2 separate regions of the Zea mays genome follow, and region 1 is linked to region 2. The links are chromatin contacts, called in public Hi-C maps. All regions are on one chromosome and are shown on one strand. The core of a region is the stretch at or near the end of the contact, and the rest is flanking DNA. Distances in the headings are between cores, read along the strand shown.

The links. Hi-C and Micro-C count contacts between places; a contact is called where the count stands out from the background.
Region 1: a contact with region 2 is called in a Hi-C map of bundle sheath, with 2.5 times the contacts expected there. The contact joins the promoter of LOC113687189 here to the promoter of pht7 in region 2. A contact is called at or near these places in 3 of 25 Hi-C or Micro-C datasets (bundle sheath, tassel and an unstated tissue).

Annotation. Positions count from the first base shown.
Region 1 is chr1:207,077,012-207,079,711 of Zm-B73-REFERENCE-NAM-5.0, reverse strand. LOC113687189 reads right to left here and starts at 1,314. Exons shown (of 1, transcript NM_001367494.1): 1 at 1-1,314. The coding sequence starts at 949.
Region 2 is chr1:206,929,130-206,932,137 of Zm-B73-REFERENCE-NAM-5.0, reverse strand. pht7 (phosphate transporter protein7) reads left to right here and starts at 1,459. Exons shown (of 1, transcript NM_001112347.2): 1 at 1,459-3,008. The coding sequence starts at 1,536.

The sequences.
Region 1 (2,700 bases), core at 65-2,564, 150 kb before region 2:
GTACGGCATTTCGGGATCCCCTGCTCTGGCTGAACGAGAAGAAAGACCGGCGCAACCTCCTCGACGATGGTGGGCCAATGTCGGCGGCGGCATTGCTGCTCTCCGCTTTGCCGTCACCTCCTGCTGTGACAGCCTGGGAGGCGCCGGAACTCTGCCGCAGAATTGTCTGCAGCGCGAGGTAGAAGCGCTTGTCGGTGCTGGAGTCCATGGACAGCGACCGGCGCATGGGCAAGAGACAGCCGTCTCCTCCTCCTCCTCCCCCTCCCCCCATGCTACAGCTGCGGCAGCTACTGTTCCGGTGCGCGGTCTCATGAGAAGGCACAGCCTCTTGTTCGCCGGCGGCGTCTGCGGAGGCAGGAGTAGGACTACTACTAACAACATCTACGGCGACGTCGTCCGTGGCGGCGCGCGGGAGCGGGACGTCGAGGTGGTGGTGGTGGCAGCGAAGGGCGGCGGGGTCGGAGACGTCGGCCCTGCAGAGCGGGCAGCTGGCGGCGGACTGGAGCCAGGCGTCGATGCAGTCGATGTGGAAGGCGTGGAGGCAGGGCGGCAGCACGCGGAGCCTCTCGCCGTCGCGGAAGTCGGCGAGGCACACGGCGCACGCGGCCTGCTTGGCCTCCGCCGCCAGCACGAGGCGCGTACTGCCGTGGCGGTACCGGAACGTGGGGATCCGGCGGATGGCCGCCTCCTCCATGCCGCTCCGGCGTGGTGGCTCGTCGTGCACGGTGACGACGACGTGGCGGCGGTGGCCCGGCCCGGCGGCGACGTCGTCGTCGTCGTCGTGCATGCCCGGGCGCCAGAAGAAGAGGAGGCCGCAGCGGGTGAGGACGAGGTAGTATGCCAGGAGCAGGAGCGAGGTGGCGAGGATGCCGACGATGGAGACGGAGAGGACCACGAAGCTCGTGCCGGGGAAGGACGAGGACGGCGACGACGCCGTGGGCGCGTCCATGTACGGAACTGGAACCGGTCAAGGCGTGGCGTGCGTAGGCAGAGCGGTGCAGCAGTGGCAGTGCCAATGCAGCTCCGAGTTGGATAGTGCAGTGCAGTCTGTGCAGAGGAGGGTGATGGGGATGGGAGATGGCAGGCAGGCACATTCATCCTCATTCGGTACTACTAGTAGTGGTCGAACTGCCGGCGAACGCGGCGGGACATGGCAGGCAGGCAGTCAGCCGTGCGTGTGAACGTGCCCATTGACCCGTGACCGCCGCTGGTAGCGGCAGCTGCAGGCGTGAGGCATTGTCGGTCAGCGTACCTTGACCACGCGGCGTGGGCTGCAGTTGCATTGCAGGTGATGGAAATTAAAAACGATGAGAAGGGAGGGAGGGAGAGGGACGGCGCAGCTGGAGCTTGCTTGCACTGGAGGTCGCGGCCTACCTGCCGCCGCATTTGCAGTGCGCGCGCCCAGGGACCACCGCACCAGCCGCGCGCTCGGTCATGCCGTCTCGTTTCGGACGGCCCCGCCCGCCGGTGGAGGGAGACGCGTTTCCCACTCGCAGTCGCAGAGCCAAAGCAGAAGCAGCCGCGGTTCTCCAACAACCACGTGCTCCACCACATTTTATCCAACGGCTTTGTTTGCATCAAGATTCGTGCGGGTGCAACTAAAATATCGTGCGGCACCAGGCGCGACATGCATGCATTTTTATCGCGAGAAGCTATTTTCAACCTCGGTGTCTCTCTCTCTCCTCTCTAATGTGATGTGGCCGAGCTGATGGTCTGTACCGATCAGCCTAGCTCCAACGTGGGACTGTTCGGCCAGCTAGACAGTGGGTCTGTCGACCTGTCAGCTCAGTCGATACTGGAGCTAAACCATACCGATCTGTACACGGGATAATTGGTATGGTTGGTATCCACCGTCTTGCCAATCTAAGTTTTTTTTTAAAAAAAAAAACTAAATTCACCCCGGTGTTTGGATTCATTTGTTTGGTTCCCTGTCTAACTTGTCACAACTTGCCTAACTTGTCTGACTAAGATTAGTTCTTTAATTTAAACGACTGACCTTAGGCAAAATGTGGCGTAGTTAGCCACGAACCAAACAGGCCTTTACACCCTCACCCCCAGTTCACTTGTCTTCTTTTATATCATAGCCTTCGACTCTCTGTTTCAATATAGATTCTAGGTATATTTCGAACTTCAACCTTTGATGACTCCACGAGCAATCAACACAATATCCTGAGACCGCTGTCGGTGTGAGACATATCTTCTTCAACGGCCTTTCTCTCATACATCATTATAGACAAAGTTGGGCAAAAAAAAAAAACAAAAAAAAGACGGAATGGAAAATGAAAAATGGTGGTCACTTTGATTGCCTATACTAGTTAACCGAACTAATTTCGGTTAAACTCGTTTTTCCTCACTTAACGGATTTAACCGGAAAATAGGTGTACCACTCATGAGGCTACTAACAGATTAGTCCATTGGGTGTATCTCGGGTCTCGGCCCACCAAACTAGAAACCAAATTCGACAATCCCCATTCCTCATTCCCCAACCGACCAACACTAACTCAAATCCCCCCGGGATTGGAGGGGGTTGAGGGGATTTGAGTTTCCAAACTAGCAATAAGATGGCAAGACTACACGCACATGTCGGTGCTTCTATTGCTCACTTGTGCTGCTCGTGAGCCACCCGCTCGCCCATGCCAGCCGTCACTCGCCCACAAGTCGCACATTGTCACCGCCTCTGGAGTCCCCATTCGGCCAGTC
Region 2 (3,008 bases), core at 210-2,709:
CTACATAGTGTAGGAACATACCATAAAAAGTTTGGTTGGGAAAAGAAAAAAAACTAAAAAAATATACTTTGCCGAGTGTCTACGGAGAGACACTCGGCAAAGAAACTTCTTTGCCGAGTGCCAACTCTCGGCGCTCGGCAAAGATAACGGCCGTCAGCTATAGACGGCTGCTGACGACCCTTTGCCGAGAACCGCTGTTTGCCGAGTGTTTGGCACTCGGCAAAAATTTCTTTATCGAGTGTATTTCTGTGCCGAGCGTCATGCTCTCGGTAAACGCGCTCGTTACCAAGAGTAGGTCTTTATCGAGTGCGGCACTCGGCAAAAACTTTTTTGCCGAATACCCGACAAAAAACATTTGTCAAAGCGGCGAGCACTCAACTAAAAGTCGGATTCCGGTAGTGCCTAACGAATCTATCTATATGCTAACAACCACAACTAATTAAAGAGGTACTTCTTCTATTTTGAATTACAAGATATTTAAGCTTTTTATTAAGATGTATAGTTTTTTCCTATTATTCTATACGTCTAGATATTGACTATTTATATAGACACAGTAAAAAACGTATCTAGAAAATTCAAAATATTTTATAATTAAAACATAATGATTTTATATATGGTCTATATATGCGTTGCTATATTTTAGGTATCCAAATTTCAGAAAATAATATTACTATATACCAACTTGTACGATTAATAAAAGGATAACTTACAAGAGATGATTTATAATTTTTTCTATAGCCAAATAATAATAAAATTATATTTTGCTTAAAATTAGATCCGATCTAGACGGAAAGGAACGAGGAAAGGTCGCAGGAACAAGCGGCGCTTGGCGCATGCCGCGACTCGCGCCCTGGGTGAAAATAGCTCTAAAATATAGGTGAAGTAGTTGGAGTTATCGTTTTTAAGAAGTTTAATGTTTTTTACTTATCAAATATATACAAATAATATTAATAATTATAGGTATAATTAATATCATTGGATAAACATTTGAATCTATTTTTATAATAGATTTATTTAGAGATACAAATATTGTTAATATTTTCTATACATTTAGTTAAATTTGAAAAGCTTTGACCGATATGATTATATGAATAATAACGTAGCGGTAATTGTTTTAGGACGGAGAATTTTGTTTTTAGTAGTTGTATATACATGTGTGTGTTACTACTTCTTTGATTTAACCTTCATCAATGGCACATAATCGTGCTTTTGGCAAGCATCAAAAAGAGCGTGTGTAAACAGCTCATCTGAGATTTGACCCACCCAAAAGCCTGCCAAGCAACGAGGAAGCAACAGTCAACAGGGTGTCCGTGGCGTGGGCCCCACAGACCACCAATGCGTTCGACGGTCAAACGGCAATGGGCACTTGGGGAGGCCGCGCCGAATATTCGGGCGCGTTGGGAAGAAGATCCTTCTCCGCCGCTTATAAATAGCGGCCGTCCTCATCCCTCGCTGCCCCAAGACCAAGATAGACCACCCAAGCATTGAAGCCGTAGCCGCCGCCGCCGGACGAGACAGGTTGAGGCGGGGCGGCAATGGCCGCCGGGGACCTTGAGGTGCTCACCGCGCTCGACACCGCGAAGACGCAATGGTACCACTTCACCGCCATCGTGGTCGCCGGCATGGGGTTCTTCACCGACGCCTACGACCTCTTCTGCATCTCCCTCGTGACTAAGCTCCTCGGCCGCATCTACTACACCGTGGAGGGGTCCGCGACGCCCGGCACCCTCCCGCCGCACGTGTCCGCGTCCGTCAACGGCGTGGCCTTCGTGGGCACGCTGTCAGGGCAGCTCTTCTTCGGCTGGCTGGGCGACAAGCTCGGGCGCAAGAAGGTCTATGGCATGACGCTCATGCTCATGGTCCTCTGTTCCGTCGCGTCGGGGCTCTCGTTCGGCCACACCCCGGCGTCCGTCATGGCGACGCTGTGCTTCTTCCGCTTCTGGCTCGGGTTCGGCATCGGCGGCGACTACCCGCTGTCGGCGACCATCATGTCCGAGTACGCCAACAAGAAGACGCGCGGCGCGTTCATCGCCGCGGTGTTCGCGATGCAGGGCTTCGGCATCATGGCCGGCGGCCTCGTGGCCATCGTCGTGTCCGCGTCGTTCAAGGCCAGGTTCCCCGCCCCGGCCTACGCCGTCGACCCCGCCGGTTCCACGCCGCCGCAGGCCGACTTCGTGTGGCGGATCATCCTGATGCTGGGCGCGATGCCCGCGGCGCTCACCTACTACTGGCGCACCAAGATGCCCGAGACGGCGCGGTACACGGCGCTGGTGGCCAAGAACGCCAAGCAGGCCGCGGCTGACATGTCCAAGGTGCTGCAGGTGGAGATCTCAGCCGGCGCCCCCGAGGAGGACGCCGCGGCTGCGGCTGCGACTGCGCCTGCGCCGGCGTCGGCGTCCTTTGGGCTCTTCTCCGGGGAGTTCCTCCGCCGGCACGGGCTGCACCTCCTGGGCACGTCCTCGACGTGGTTCCTGCTGGACATCGCCTTCTACTCGCAGAACCTGTTCCAGAAGGACATCTTCAGCGCGGTGGGGTGGATCCCCAAGGCGGCGACGATGAACGCGCTGGAGGAGCTGTTCAGCATCGCGCGGGCGCAGTCCCTGATCGCGCTGTGCGGCACGGTGCCCGGCTACTGGTTCACGGTGGCGCTGATCGACGTGTTGGGGCGGTTCGCGATCCAGGTGACGGGGTTCCTGATGATGACGGTGTTCATGCTGGGGCTGGCCGTGCCGTACGAGCACTGGACGACGCCGGGGCACCACATCGGCTTCATCGTCATGTACGGCCTCACCTTCTTCTTCGCCAACTTCGGGCCCAACGCGACCACGTTCATCGTGCCCGCTGAGATCTTCCCGGCCAGGCTGCGGTCGACGTGCCACGGCATCTCGGCGGCGTCGGGGAAGCTGGGCGCCATCGTCGGCTCCTTCGGGTTCCTGTACCTGGCGCAGAACCGGGACCCGGCCAAGACGGACCACGGGTACCCCGCGGGCATCGGCGTGCGCAACTCG